5 separate regions of the Mus musculus genome follow, and regions 2, 3, 4 and 5 are each linked to region 1. The links are chromatin contacts, called in public HiChIP or PLAC-seq, Micro-C and promoter capture Hi-C maps. All regions are on one chromosome and are shown on one strand. Each heading gives the region's core, a stretch centred on a gene start, on an enhancer-like site or on the middle of the called end of the contact. The rest is flanking DNA. Distances are from core to core; before and after follow the strand shown. Region 1 holds the start of Plxna1 (plexin A1). Region 2 overlaps Chchd6 (coiled-coil-helix-coiled-coil-helix domain containing 6). Region 3 overlaps Chchd6 (coiled-coil-helix-coiled-coil-helix domain containing 6). Region 4 overlaps 4933427D06Rik (RIKEN cDNA 4933427D06 gene). Region 5 overlaps Chchd6 (coiled-coil-helix-coiled-coil-helix domain containing 6).

Region 1 (2,700 bases), core at 109-2,608:
CCAGCCTAATGCAGCACTACCTCCTCCTGCTCACCCCCAACAAGCAATGGAGCTGGAAAACTGGGGGTGCTCTAGGAGGGCTGGAGAAGCACAGGATAGCACCACCCTGATGGGACTGAAGACCCGCAGCACCTGCTGGAAGAGGTAGGTAGCACCAGGAGCCAGAGCCAGAGGTAGGAGCCTGGCAGAGGGGCAGAGGCTCAGTTCGTTCCCATCCCCCCCCAACACACCCCTTTCTTTCAAGGGGCGTGGCCCCAGCACCCCACCGATGAGACTGAGAGGGCTCCGGCCACCTAGTAGCCTCTCTGAAGCCCTCTTGTATCCTTCCAGGGCAGCACCTGGGATCTCTGCAGGCAGAGGGGGCCTCCCAGGAATCTACACTCGCCCTTCCCTACAGCAGCCAGAGTCAGCCCATCACCGCCGCCGTCCTCGCCGTACACCAGGCCTGGGACCGTCCAGGAAGCAAGAGGGGAATCCTCCGGGGAAGGAATGACCCGTGGAGGCCCTGCGCAGGGGGAGGCCGAGGAGGCCCGAGCCGGCGTCCTCTCCGGTGGCACCGCACCGCCCCTTGCAGCCGGGTGGAGGGCCTGCGGGCCTGGGCTGGCTGCGGCGCCCACTCGCGCGCCGGAGCCGGAGGGGGCGGGGGTCCCCACGAAGCCTTGCAACTTCCACCCCACTGCCTCAGGCCGGCCCGAGGCGCAGCCAGGGACCTGCCCCGAATCCCGCGGCCCTGCCCGGGCCTGCCCAGCGCGGCGCTCGCCTGCGGCCCACGTCCCCACCCGCGGCCCGGTCCGACCCGGCGCAACACGGGCCGACATGGGCACCCGCAGGGCCCTTCCCGCGGGGCCACTGCAAACTTTCTCTCCTGCCTGGAGGAAGGGACCGCGACTGCGGCCACAGACATTGCGCCCCCCCGGATCGTAGGGCCCCGGACGTGCTGCGACCCGCCGGGACGCGGCAGCCCATAGCGGAGACCGCGCCCGGACACACGCGGGCGCCCGGCCGGAACCGCAGGACACGCCAGCCGCGGACACGCGCGCCGCAGTCCCCGCGCACACCCCCCTGGCCGCCGCCAGCGCCCCCCGGCCACTCGGGACCCCGGGCCGCGACGAGCCTCCCGCCGCCCGCGGGGAAAGTTGCGCCCCGACTCACCCGCCAACCCCGGGCGCGTCCCGCCGCTGGCCATCGTTGCGCCCCGCCGCTCGCCCCTCTGCGGGGCCGCCCACGCCGCGCAGGCCGCCCAGGCCGAGGCCGCCGCGCCCGGGCTCCGCTCCGCTGCGTGGCTGCGTCGCCGCTGCCCAGCATGAATGGGGCGCTGAGCTCCGCGCGGCTGCGGACCGGCCTCGCTCTCGCCGCCCCGCGGAGCGCCGTGCCGCGCGCATGCGCCGGCCGAAGCCGGGGGGCGGGGCCGGGGGCGGGGGCGGGGGCGGGGCGGGACCCGCGATGGCCTGCAGGGGGCGCTCGGCCCCGCGGCGAGAGCGCGCGCGGCGGGCCCCACCGCTTGCCTTCAAAGGGCGATGGCCACCTCAGCCTTAAAACTCTGGACTGGGGTGGGGGTGGGTGAGGTGGTCCGGGTGGTCCCAGGAGTCGATGCACTCTTTAAGGAGCACAGGCTGGAAGTACAGCTTTCGTGCACGGAAGGGTAAACTGAGTCCGGAGGAAGCACTTGCCCTGGTCCTATTGCTCATCTCTGCCTGCGCAACGATCGCTTAGGTGGGACCGGCACTGCACCCCGCAGGCCCCAGGAGGTGGCGCGTGCCGGGATGCCTAAGCTCAGAGGACGACTGTCCTGTCCGGTACGCGGTCCTGCAGCGGGGCGTGTTAGAACTACCCCAGCAGGATAGAGACCTCGCCGGGTCGATCGCGGGCGCGGGGCTGGCCTGCAGAGCTGGATTGCGCCAGGTCTCGGTCGGGTAGAGAACCTTTCTCAATAAGGTCACCCAGTGCAAGGCATCCAGACCAAAGCAGGCAGCTGTGCGCAGAACAGAACAGAGCAGTCAGAAAAGGTGGTCGTGGGAGGGGCGAAGGCTGACTGGGCACAGCCTGGGGGACCCAGTGCAGCTCATTCGGTAAGGACCATTGTCCGTACTCGTCTCCCAAGCAGTCATCACCCTCTTTCCCTGTGCTCATCCTTGCCTGGTTTTTCTTTGGGTGTGACCGTTTACATTTTGTCTCCCTGAATGACATATTCTTTTGTGTAGCTTGTTTGAGGATGCTATAGAAATGGTGTCCCGCCTTCCTCTCTGATAGGAATGCAGGGTCCTGTGGTCAGTCTTTGCTCTCACTGTGTGGCACAGGCTATTCTGGATAGTTAACCCTCTCTTCTGCTACTGGACTGGAGCCCCCTGCTCTAGACCTTGGTCTTTAGCTTCAACAGACGATGCAAACTTGGTTTTCCCCCAAGTGAAACCCCACCCCTCCACGTGATGGAGAAGTGTCAGCAACAGTGGGAAAGGTAATGGTTTGATTTTGCCAGGCTGAAAGTTGGTGCTGGTTCTTTTTGCTTCTGAATGGCGGTGAGACCCTTCTTCCACAGTTACACTTACCGTCGGACTCCACAGGCACTACATACTGAATGTACAAATCTCTGCTGTGCTGTACAAACCGGGTAGACAGACTGCGCAGGCCCTGTGACCTGCCCAAGCTCCCTCGCTGGTTGGTGGCAGAGCCTGGAGTCTGGCCCAGAGGTGCAGTTCAAAC
Region 2 (2,700 bases), core at 19-2,518, 220 kb after region 1:
TCCATCAGAGCAGCTGTGTCTGATCAGAACAGTACGTCTGCACAGCTACAGAGATCAGAAGACTTGTACAATGCGGGGTATAACATAGTATAGGCAGGACTGGAAAGAGTCTGGAAGGGTTTCCAGAGGTTAAACATAGAGTTACCCAAATGATCCAGCAGTTCTAACAATCAGCTCAAGCCAAAGAGAAAGGAAGCATGCCCACACATGCTTCTACACTAATGTTCACAACAGCTTATCCAGAGTGGCCAATAAGAGAGCACCTAGATGTTCAACTAACGTATGAAAGTAAGTAAATAAAAATATAAACATCTATACAATGGAATACTATTGAATAATAAAAAGGAATGAAATATTGATGCATACTATCATATGGACAATCCCAGAAAACATGCTATGTGAAAGAAGCTAAACATAGACATCCACAGCCTGCATAACATAAACCTATGTGGTCTATCCATCCAGGAAAATCTCCAGACACAAAAACAATTATCAGCAGCTTGGGGCAAGGAATAGATTATACATTATGCTGATCATATTTCATGAGAGAGAGAGAGAGAGAGAGAGGAGAGGGGAGGGGAGGGGAGGGGAAGGGGAAAGGGAAGGAAAGGGAAGGGAAGGGAAAGGAAGGGAAGGGAAAGGAGACGAGAGAGGAGAGAGAACACAAACATGAACAACCCAGTGGCAGTTGTCTTGTCTAATAGGAATGAATGAGAGCTGGGACTTAAAGAAGAGGAAAAAAATGTGATTCCCACATTATTGAAAGAACATGGATAAAGGAGAAATGAAGAGAAACCACTAAGAAAATAATACACTACTGTGTGGATACCAAAAATCCTGAGATCAAAAAAGGGAAAGAGCCTTCAGAGGTCATGTTCCTTCTCTGAACACAACTGGGAAGTGAAGGTCAGTTTCAGAGCAAGAAACAGCAGACACATACTGAAGTCAGTGTACTAGGGTACACTGAGTATAGTATTCCCGAAGGGAGCCTCTGAGGTGAGAACATAACAAGATGGAAAGAGTATGTGGCCATCCTACCACCGTGCAGGAAACAGCTCCTGAAAGCTGATTTTTAAGTTTTCAGAAAATTTAGCAAACTAATTGACATCATGATAGCTGTTTGAAATTGACCTGGGAGGGAGTATTTCTACTACAGAAATCCAGAAATCAGAAAACACTACCAATTGGTTCTTGAGGGGAGGGCAGGGAGTAGATCAGGGTAAGAGGTCAACCCTGACTCCAGGAGAAGAGGAAGTCAAAGTCGAGGGCTGCCACGGTGAGTCACAGGCTCTGATTTGCCAGCCCTGGCATAGGTGGCATCAACAGAACCACACTGCCTGGTGAATGAAGGGTTAAGGAAAACATTGGCACAGTTCTTGTTGGCGGTAAGAAATTTGTAATATTTTTTAATGTTGCTACAAAATACAGCAAGTAATATTTTTAATCAACAAACACACACACACAGTAGTCATGCGAGAATAAACACCATCTGGGCAATGCTCCCTGCACCAACAAAACCAGAACAGAGGCCTCCAAAGCCAGACAGGGCTGGGTGCTCAGTGCCACTAGACCTCTTGTCACTATACCACCAGAGGAAGAAAGAAAGTGTTCCATGTGGCCAGCAGAGAGCTGTGGCAAGGGATAAGGGACAAAGATCTCTTCCTATCTCTGCGCTTCCCTTTCCTGACCTAAGTCAGAAGCATGCTCAGGCTACTGGCTTCCACAGAGCTCAGGAGAAAGAGTCCTGCAGTCAGGCCCATCTGGGTCTGAATTCTAGCTAAGCTGCATGACATTGGGCAGGGGCCTTCTTATCTCTAAATCAGTTTCTTCATCTGTGATATGGAAATAATGTAAGTGACTCCAGGGCTTCACTGAGGTAAACTGCAGAAAGCATTTGCACACACACACACACACACACAAAACCATAAATGCTAGCTATTCAGTGTGACTGGTACATACCAAACCAACATGGGTTATAGTTCAGGCCACACACATGCCAAGTGCACAGAGGTAAATGAAAGGATTGAACCAAGGAACTTTGAAAGCGGTGTGCCCAGGCTCTCCTGACCTTGTGCAAGTCTCTTCCCATAGTGCCCAGAATCCACACACAATGATTGTAGGTTCTATTTAATACACCTTCTGGGTCTGATAACATCCAAGTCTGATACCTGGACCTGAACTCATGCTGTTGTAGCAAGGGACCCTAAGGAGAAGGGGTCTGTTCCTGACACTGTGGCATGCTAGGCTGACACTTCCAAAATTCCCCAGAGTGAGGTAAAGTCCAAGAAGGACCTCTTTCCTACTTTTTCCAGCCACTCATAAAGAACTATGCAGATAGTTACATAGTCTGGGCAAGTCATATGGCCACCCTGTAAATGAAAGTTGTGAGGAGCCAGTGCTGCCTTACCAAGGGAAGTACCCAACAGAAGAACTATTGACAGATGAGCTGCATCCTGTAATCCAACTAAAGAAGATCAGAGTCAAAGGAAGTACAGTGTATGCACTAATGTGCCAGGGAGCAAATGCCTGGCACCCCTCACACCCACCTCCCAGCCCTGGTAATCAAGGTGCAAAGCAGATGAAGAAGCTACCCCAGCACAGCAGGCCACTGGAATTCTGGGTCCATGTTTTAAACGGTGTTCCTCTGTGCTGGAGCAATAGAGTATTTGTTCTCAAGAGCAAGAAGGCATGCTCGAGATA
Region 3 (2,700 bases), core at 150-2,649, 140 kb after region 1:
GGCAGCGGGCATGCAGATAAAAGCCATATGGGCCATTGCTCACCCCAGGCCTGCTTTAGACAGTGCTACAAGGCCTGATGCAGGAGGGGGTCAAGAAGGAGACATGAAGGACCAAGACAGCTAGATAGATGATGATCCCTGCTGAGGAAAGGTCCCTGGTAATGAGGTCTGCTGGCTTTCAGGAAGACTTGCTGCACAGAGCACTAAGTAATGGTGGCCAATCCGGTTGGATTCTGTGGGCAGAAGAGTTCATCTTCTTAACTAGTGAAATGTGAAGGCTACCATGTTGCCATGGTGATCTGCATTAGAGAACACTGGGCCCCACACTGACAGACTCCCTTTATAAGGCCTTCACTTACTTTCTCTTTACAAATACATTTTAATACAGAGTCAAAATCAGTTCAGGTAATAAACATAATGAAAGGCAGAAAGGAAGGTTGCCTATCTCCCTGGGGAGCAGCCACCTCTGGGAGCCTGACTCTGACTCTCTGAGTTTAGTGGTACACCTTGAGCACATACTTATGGAACAAGGCATCTAGGAAGGGCTTAAGTGGCTTTGTGTAGGGTGAATCCAACATAGTCAAGTCAAAGCACCTGTTTAAGGAGGGAAAAGAGCCTTTTGCAAACAATTGCAACACAGTGAGAAATGCTACTTCTATCTGTCAGCTGCCAAGGCACGGGCATAGAGAGAAGGACTTCCAGTCCAGCAGCATAGGAGAGTTGTCTAAAGCAGGCAGATATCTGGAGGCATGTCTTGATGCTACTCTTTGCTTTACAGGTCACCTTAGACACTCTTCCTACCAAGACTACCAGGGCACCCTGTCCTTAAAAAGAAAAAGCTCTGTGAAGAGCTGGACTGGATACACAGGACACAAACCCTGGCCTTTCTGCCTTGTCCTCAGGTATATTCTACTGCTCATAAGTGTCATGTAACATGATCTGGACAGACTCCTCTCTAATGGGAAGTAGGAAAGAAGGTGTAGAGGAAGATCAGGGAAGACAGCAAAAGAGGCAGCACAGCACAGCACACAGCACAGCACAGCACACAGCACAGCACAGCACAGCACAGCACAGCACAGCACAGCACAGCACAGCACAGCACAGCACAGCACAGCACAGGCCAATGAGAGACGGAAGAGGCAAGCTGAATCAGCAAATGAGGAGATAAAGGAAAGGCCAGATGCAGGCAGATCTCACAGGGCCTTGAATGCCATGAGAGTCGTGAAAGCTGCAGCAGGTTCAGGTCCAACAGAGGGAGGGTGAAAGTGAGGTCATAAGAGTCTAAGCAGGAGGGACAGACCCGTGCTGGGGGCCCGCAGGCACAGGCCAGGTCTTCACCAGAGCAGGCACTTGCAGGCTCAGCCTTCTGTGAAAGACAGCACAGATGTGGGGCACTGAAATGCACAGTCAGCTGGCGGGGAGAGGAAGCCAGGGGCTTTTTTAGGTAACTATCAATGCCCTAGAAGTGGCTTTACGACATCTGCCAGAAAAGCTTTTCATTTGGAAAAAAAATGTAAAAAGGCAAGAGGAAAATCTATCTGGCAAAACCCCAACATACTTGATTGTAAAGAGAAAACAACCCAACTCCCCTCTTGCATAAGGCTCTGCTGCCTTCTGGCTTTCAGGCATCAGCACAGACAGGCAACAACATTTTGCAAGGCTGCTGGGATCCAGATCACATGTTGCCATCTACTAAAAGTGAAAGGAGGTTGTATAGGCTGCAGAAGCCTCCTCATCCTTACAAGTTCCCAGCTGTGGATCCTCTAGGACTGAAGGAAAAGTCCATTGTGCTCCATCCACATTAGGTGAAGCTACTCCCAGGATAAAGTGCAACAACAGTCAATTCTTGAACCAGGGAAGTTCAAGAATCCTGGCCCACTCAGAACTTACAGAGCCTAAATCTCTGAGAACTAGCTCCTTTAGAAGGCCCTCAGCTTTCCCTCGGTGACAGTGGGTGCTGGCCAATTGAGGCCACTGATCATCACACCCCATCAGATCATAACAATGGCAACATGATCACTCTTTCAACTGGCTGTTAACATAGCCAACAAGAAAGCACTAAGCTTCCATGTAAGCTCCCTGTAATTCCCCTGAAAGAATCTTTCTCAAGCATCCAACTGGTAGTTGCTGCTAATGCCAGAAATTGTTAAAACAGTGTTCCTGCTCATAGGCCTCTAGTGTGTCCTCATGCAGGGGTAGAGCACAAGAGTATCCCAACAGCCTTGCTGTAGGTGTGGGACAGGGTAGAGATGGGAAGGAGAGCATGGGCAGAATGCTGAGGGCAGGGAGGTGTTTGATGTTGATAGACATTCATTTCTGGACAGGGGAAGGGGAAATGCTGTCTGAATAGTCATTCCTGAACTGTTGATTGCTCTGCACATGCTAAGGAGTTCCTCGTACCTCCAACAAAGGTATGTCTTCTCCTAGAGAAAGCAGGGATGAGGCCAGCAGAGGCACAGCCACATACCTTGACTTCCAAGTTATAAAAAGTTAGATTTGGCCACAAAAATGAAAGATATCCATCACATAGTCTTTTAGTGGGAAACTATGGCAATCACAAGAGAACCAGGACTAATGAGGCCACAGGAGCAGCAAGGGGCTACCTCCAACCTTAGAAGCACATCCCTCTGCTCTACACCCTCCTTACCTACACGGTCTCTCACCACATTTCAGAGCTCTTAGAAAAAGGCTCTTCAATGA
Region 4 (2,700 bases), core at 164-2,663, 250 kb before region 1:
TGATAGCCCCGACTATCACAGAGGGGAGCCAGGAAGGAAGCAAACGGCCCCAGAAGCCGACCCAGCCGTGCCTAGAGCTGGGGAGGATGAGTGTATGTATGTATGAAGTTCTCTGAAGCAGGATATCCTGATGTGGACCCTTATAGTTTGGAGGCAGCAGTAGCTGTTGCTGAATAGTAGTAGTAGTAGTAGTAGTAGTAGTAGTAGTAGTAGTAGTACTAGTTGTTGTTGTTGTTTTTACTATGATATCTTATTGTGTGTATCTGTGTGGGCATGTATGTGGCACAGTCTGTCTATGGAGGTCAGAGGACAACTTGCAGAGACAGCTCTTAATTTTTACCCTGTGCAGACCCGAGCCTTGAACCCAGGCCTGTAGGCTTGGCAGAACGTTTTTACCGGAAGCACTGTCCCACCAGCCCAGGATCCCCAAGTGAGTTGAAAGGCACTAGAAGTTCAGACTAGATTGAAAATGAGTAAGTCAAAGAAAATTGGACAAATTGAACAAAAGGCACGGGGGTTTATGAAAGGAAACAAAGAGAGTGAGCCACATTTAAAACACCGAGTAAGAGGCTGGGCGATAGTGGCGCACACCTTTAATCCCAGCACTTGTGAGGCAGAGGCAGGTGGATCTTTGTTAATTCTATGCCAACCTGGTCTGCAGAGTTACATGATGAGACCTGTCTCAACAGAAGGCTAAGTGTGGAATAGTTTGGTAATAATAGCCTTTTGGCCTCAGTGAGAATATTTTAAATGTCTTCTTCTTCTTTTTTTTTTTTTAATTATCATTAATGGGAATTTCCTGTCAGTTTTCTCATGGATGTCTCTGATCAAGTTAAAATAGTTCCTGTCTTCAGTACTCCTAAAGGTGAATTATAAATTGGATTTTGTATTTATGAAGTTTGTATTTGTTTCTAAGAAAAATGTCCAAGAAGAGTTTTTATCATGAATCTTTGTATGTGTGTGTGTGTGTGTAGTTAACTATCCTTTTAAATAAATCCTCCTCTTGGGCTTTGGTTGTACAAAATTCTTTTTGTAAAATTTCATAAATTAGCAATGCAAAAGCAAAATGTGTTTAGAAAAGCTGTCCTCCTGAAGTTATGGAAGACAGTAGGTTTGGTTTCCTCCTGCCTGCTAATTTCCTGTAGCTGTAGAAGCCTGCTCAACATGTGTGTGCTCTGAAGTCTCTGCTGTATTTTGATTTCCCATACATACAGCACTCTGTCCATGTTAGTCACTTGTTTCTTGTTGCTGAGATCAAATGCCTGACAAGAAGCTACTTAAGGAAGGGGCTATCTTGGCTCAGTTTGAGGGAATACATTCTATGATGATGGGGAGGTTAAGTGGGAGAGGCCGGGTCACATTGCACCTGGCAGTCAGAGGTCAGACAGGAAGTGGGGCTGGACTACAAAACCACAAACCTCATCCCTAGCGACTCACTTTGCCCTCCAGAAAGTTCACAACCTTTCATTTTCAAGTAGCACCAGTACAAACACAGGAGCCTCCTGAGGACACCTATATCCAAACCACAGCACCATCTCTCAGAATCATCCAGAACCAAGCTCGGGGACCAGACAGGTGTCATAGGTGTGGTAGGTACATTGGGAACTGTCCCTTTGCACCCCATAGCTCCTCCATCTGACCTTGAAAGCAGTGGGAAGCACAGTGGGCAGATCTGTGGGGTTCTCTGATTTGTGAGCCTAAAGGATGTCACCTCAGGACCCCTCCACCTGCACTTCCTGTCCTCATACAGCAATCTCCACACACATAAGTTCTGGCTGTGCCATTTCTAAGGCATTCCCATGGCCACAAGGCCTCATCACACTTCTACACAGATCTTTTTGGTTTTAGATACAGTTTTTCTGTGTTGACCTGGCTGTCTTGGAACTCACTTTGTAGACCAGGCTGGCCTCCAACCCACAAGAGATCCACCCGACCTTGTTTCCCAACTGCTGGGATTAAAGGCATGCACCACCGTGTCCCAGTTTACACACATATCTTAAGGACCAGCCTGCTTTTGTGGTTTTTGTTGTTTGTTTTTAAGTTTATAAAATAACTTATCAAACTTAGATCCCTGTGTCAAATGGTATGGTCTATTTTATTTTAATAGATGCTAAGATACTGCATCCAGATTAGTTCTCACACAATGCCAGCTTATGGTGTGAGGCGTCGTTGCTGGCAGGCCATGCTGGGGCTCTGGAATTTTTGGCAATATCTTAGATAAAAACTCGTTATTTTATTTTTGTTCTAATTAGAATTGCCTCGGCTATTAATAAGGTTCCATATCTTTTTATTTTTGTTTATCTACCTGTTTAATTTGCTGGCTCGCCTCATTTCTTTGTTCCAGGTCAGCATATCTCCTCTGCACATGCTCTGTGGGGTGCCATTCCTTTGTCTCCTCCTTTGGGAGCATTACTGTTAGAAGCAGCAAACTTGGGGGTTTCTGCTCACACCACCTTCCTCTTCCTTTCCCAGGCTGCCTTGTGCTGTGGGACTCAGCTCTGTCACCTTCCAGTTCACCCAGGGAGCAACCCTGTCACCAGGGCAGAATCTCACCACTTCTTGCAGGTCCCATCTGGTCTATGATGCTGAATTGCAGCCTGACTCATTAGGGTCAAGCCACGTTCAGACATCACCATAGGGCATTACAGAAGTCCCTGGCCTGGCCTGCAAAGAATGGACACCTGCAGGCTCACCCAGGCC
Region 5 (2,700 bases), core at 120-2,619, 180 kb after region 1:
ACTGTGCAAGCAGAAAAGGTTCATCAACAGCCCCAGTCCCTGGCTCTGTTAGAGGACATTTTCCCACACTCCCGAGTCTAGCATTTGGTCATCAGAACTCTTCCTTCAACCTATCCCCAAACCCTGCTGCGATTCCACCTGCTCTAACCAACTGCTGAACAAAGTACTGATCTGCTAAGGAAAACTCTGCTGAAAACACACCTGGTCTGATTTGCTGCTGAAACGGGGATTCTCCCAACTTGCTTCACGAGACTTCCTTCCCAGAGCCTCCCACAGCTAGCTGCACCATGTTTGGCTTTAACCTCAAGTGCTGATTTGGGGCCTCCATGCCTTGGGGAGATCAGACTCTAGTTAGAATTCAGTGTAGAAGCCTAGCAAGGTAGGAACCTTAGGAAATGGGTAGGTCTCAAGGAGGAGAAAAAGAGCTGCCTGGAGGGCAGATAAGGCTGCTGTGGAGGTGGTCGGCCAAGGCAGGCAGGTAACAGGTAGCCAATGATGAGGGCAGGAAGGACTCTGAAGCTTGACAAAGTCTGATGCTGTGTTTGTCCTCACTTTATCCCTGTCCTAGGATTCCCAATCTAAGAAGAACATTATACCCAAACGAACCTAACACATTACCACCTGTAAGAAAGAATACAGTCATTTTATCACCACAAAGAAAAACACACTTCAGGTAAGACACCACCAACAAAAGTCAATAGTGAAGGACTGAAAACATTCATCTTAGAACTCTAGATGCAGTGCTAGCCACTACTTACCAGCTGGCAGGAGGTGAGCACTAACCATATAGAACACATGGCTATTTCTATCAATACCTAACAAATGTACCCTCCAGGTTCCTGGGTTACTGGAGACGTGCCTCACAGATGATGTGTTATAGCTGATATATCAGCTATAATCCAAACTACTCTGGGAATATGCTCTGGGGCTCTCTCTTGAAGTTGCATGGTAGTGTTCAACATGGTTACCAGCATACAAAATGAATTAAACTATACATGTGCAAAATGCAACTAGGAAGCCATATTGTACCAAAACAGAAACATCTACAGCTTAAAAGCATACTCTCTATGGTGAGATGTCTGAACTATTCAAAGAACAGCAATCTCCAAACAACTCAGTACAGAGTACATTCAGGTCTCACACCCCACCTACGCACAAGGCAGCACCCATCATGAGACAATACTGAGTTCTTAGGCCATGGCTCTCATCTCTGGTCTCTGCTAGATTCTTTGACCTGGCCCTCAATGGTAGTAAATCCCAATTCAGCTTATGCAGCTGCCTGTCACTCAAGGGAATCTACAACTAGAGTCTTCCTACTCGCTCAGGAACCTGCTAACAACCTGCCCCCTCTTATCAAATTCCCTCTGTTCCAGAGATGGCTGTGGTTTCTATCTCCTGACTAGACTACTAGACTATAGCTGATAGGCAATACATTACTTCCTCACCATGGGGTGTGTGTGTGTGTGTGTGTGTGTGTGTGTGTGTGTGTGTGAAAGGAACTGATGGTATTTGTCCCAAATCTTTACAATTTAAGTAAAAAAAAAATTTTTTTAAAAGAGGCACCAATGCAGTAGACTCATGCCTTCCTATTCTTTCTGGTAGTATACTAGAATTATACAACCAGCTAGCACAAAACCAGAAGATGACTCTGTGATAAAAGGAAGGCTGTCTGACCAAAGGCCTCATGACTCAGCACCAAGTCCCCTTAGACATCTGTAGGAGCAGCCACATCAGAAGGCTTATACATGGGGTTTCTATTGCTTCTGATTTCAGAATACCACCAGAACCCACTGCTTAAACTGTGGGTCACAACTACATATGGAGTGGTACAGTGAAAGGTTTGTAATGACCAAAAACTAATTCAAAATCAAATGCATAATGAACCCAAGGTAGCTTGGCAGCACTCAAGATATCACATGGCTGATGTCACTGTAGCTTTGGTTCTGAACACACAGTATCATTACACGACACACCACCAATGAAGAGTCTGAAACCCTTCAGCTTCCTCAATGGACGTACTGTTCTTATAGAAGCAAAATGGATTAGTTACAGAAAACAACAGCTTTCAATGTTTTCCTACCAGCATTCCTCAGCATATAAGTAGCAAATCAGTATGTCTTTAGATTGAATTGTGTTAGAATGTTTGAGCTTAAAAATTGCTGTCTAAGTTGCTGAGTTGTATTTCCTAAAACACCGTTAAAGGAATTTTAGGATTAGGGCACAGTCTTCAACAATTTCTGAAATGGCCTCAAACATAATTCTGCCATTTTGTCCTGTTTACAAGTTCTCAACATTGTTGATTATAAAACCAAAATATCAGCCAGTTTAAAAAAATGCTATAAATGCTCCCTGTCCTACTGTTATCAAATATTCAGCCAAAAAATAATTTCCACTATAATTCCATAACCATACTGGTGTGTGTGTGTTGCACAAGTATATGAGTACATGTGCCTGTGCACATACCTGTAGAGAGCTGAAGTCAACACTCTGTGTCTTCCTGGATCATTCTTCACCTTGGTTTTGAGATGGATCTCTCATAGGCTAGATGAGCTAGACAGCAGCCTCCAGGACCTGCTTGTCTCCACCTCCCAACAATGGAAGAACAAGAACATGATGCAGCCCATTACACCAGGATTTTTACATGGGGGCTAGAGATGCAAATTTGGGTTCCCAGGTATGCACAGCAAGCTCTTGAATCAC

What was found. Promoter capture Hi-C pulls out the DNA fragments that hold promoters and counts their contacts. HiChIP or PLAC-seq counts read pairs in DNA pulled down with a chosen protein or histone mark. A called contact is a pair of places that touch in the nucleus more often than the background predicts.
Region 2: an H3K4me3 HiChIP or PLAC-seq map of bone marrow-derived macrophages shows a contact between it and region 1, with 3 times the contacts expected there. The contact joins the enhancer-like site here to the promoter of Plxna1 in region 1. A contact is called at or near these places in 9 of 39 promoter capture datasets (3T3-L1-derived adipocytes, the C10 cell line, the SN4741 cell line and 6 more), 1 of 15 datasets of contacts at CTCF or cohesin (large pre-B cells), 4 of 484 Hi-C or Micro-C datasets (the 3T3-L1 cell line, bone marrow-derived macrophages, cerebral cortex and 1 more), 14 of 115 datasets of contacts at active chromatin or transcription factors (the 230-238 cell line, SST interneurons, bone marrow-derived macrophages and 9 more) and 3 of 9 other capture datasets (adipose tissue, embryonic stem cells and liver).
Region 3: a contact with region 1 is called in a promoter capture Hi-C map of hippocampal neurons, with 4 times the contacts expected there. The contact joins the enhancer-like site here to the promoter of Plxna1 in region 1. A contact is called at or near these places in 8 of 39 promoter capture datasets (the 3T3-L1 cell line, 3T3-L1-derived adipocytes, HPC-7-derived erythroid cells and 4 more), 5 of 484 Hi-C or Micro-C datasets (the HL-1 cell line, bone marrow-derived macrophages, cerebral cortex and 2 more), 8 of 115 datasets of contacts at active chromatin or transcription factors (SST interneurons, bone marrow-derived macrophages, embryonic forebrain and 4 more) and 2 of 9 other capture datasets (adipose tissue and embryonic stem cells).
Region 4: a RAD21 HiChIP or PLAC-seq map of pro-B cells shows a contact between it and region 1, with 4 times the contacts expected there. The contact joins the enhancer-like site here to the promoter of Plxna1 in region 1. A contact is called at or near these places in 14 of 39 promoter capture datasets (the 3T3-L1 cell line, 3T3-L1-derived adipocytes, the C10 cell line and 9 more), 2 of 15 datasets of contacts at CTCF or cohesin (large pre-B cells and pro-B cells), 7 of 484 Hi-C or Micro-C datasets (the C10 cell line, the CH12 cell line, the N1E-115 cell line and 3 more), 16 of 115 datasets of contacts at active chromatin or transcription factors (the 230-238 cell line, bone marrow-derived dendritic cells, bone marrow-derived macrophages and 9 more) and 2 of 9 other capture datasets (embryonic stem cells and liver).
Region 5: a Micro-C map of the G1E-ER4 cell line shows a contact between it and region 1, with 3 times the contacts expected there. The contact joins the enhancer-like site here to the promoter of Plxna1 in region 1. A contact is called at or near these places in 15 of 39 promoter capture datasets (the 3T3-L1 cell line, 3T3-L1-derived adipocytes, the C10 cell line and 8 more), 25 of 484 Hi-C or Micro-C datasets (3T3-L1-derived adipocytes, the C10 cell line, the C3H10T1/2 cell line and 17 more), 23 of 115 datasets of contacts at active chromatin or transcription factors (the 230-238 cell line, the NIH/3T3 cell line, astrocytes and 17 more) and 4 of 9 other capture datasets (adipose tissue, embryonic stem cells, liver and 1 more).

What each region holds. Positions count from the first base shown.
Region 1 is chr6:89,361,255-89,363,954 of GRCm38.p6, forward strand. It overlaps Plxna1 (plexin A1), which reads right to left and starts at 1,359. Exons shown (of 32, transcript NM_008881.2): 1 at 1,153-1,359. It overlaps Gm40415, which reads left to right and starts at 101. Exons shown (of 2, transcript XM_017321867.2): 1 at 101-144; 2 at 331-1,337. The coding sequence starts at 490. The coding sequence ends at 924.
Region 2 is chr6:89,578,688-89,581,387 of GRCm38.p6, forward strand. All of the region lies in intron 1 of Chchd6 (coiled-coil-helix-coiled-coil-helix domain containing 6), which reads right to left. Among named protein-coding and RNA genes, the nearest start is that of Chchd6, 16 kb to the right of the region's middle. Within about 2 kb of position 1,269, at least 9 of the 459 cell types and tissues checked have an H3K27ac peak or open chromatin away from gene starts, as enhancers often do. A contact at or near this core is called in 3T3-L1-derived adipocytes and bone marrow-derived macrophages, where this site is marked.
Region 3 is chr6:89,497,817-89,500,516 of GRCm38.p6, forward strand. All of the region lies in intron 4 of Chchd6 (coiled-coil-helix-coiled-coil-helix domain containing 6), which reads right to left. Among named protein-coding and RNA genes, the nearest start is that of Gm46966, 46 kb to the left of the region's middle. Within about 2 kb of position 1,400, at least 41 of the 459 cell types and tissues checked have an H3K27ac peak or open chromatin away from gene starts, as enhancers often do. A contact at or near this core is called in SST interneurons, adipose tissue, cerebral cortex and 2 more, where this site is marked.
Region 4 is chr6:89,109,023-89,111,722 of GRCm38.p6, forward strand. It overlaps 4933427D06Rik (RIKEN cDNA 4933427D06 gene), which reads left to right. Exons shown (of 4, transcript NR_134978.1): 4 at 1-1,017. Among named protein-coding and RNA genes, the nearest start is that of 4933427D06Rik, 14 kb to the left of the region's middle. Within about 2 kb of position 1,414, at least 15 of the 459 cell types and tissues checked have an H3K27ac peak or open chromatin away from gene starts, as enhancers often do. A contact at or near this core is called in the 230-238 cell line, the CH12 cell line and pro-B cells, where this site is marked.
Region 5 is chr6:89,536,887-89,539,586 of GRCm38.p6, forward strand. All of the region lies in intron 4 of Chchd6 (coiled-coil-helix-coiled-coil-helix domain containing 6), which reads right to left. Among named protein-coding and RNA genes, the nearest start is that of Chchd6, 57 kb to the right of the region's middle. Within about 2 kb of position 1,370, at least 6 of the 459 cell types and tissues checked have an H3K27ac peak or open chromatin away from gene starts, as enhancers often do. A contact at or near this core is called in the G1E-ER4 cell line and the HL-1 cell line, where this site is marked.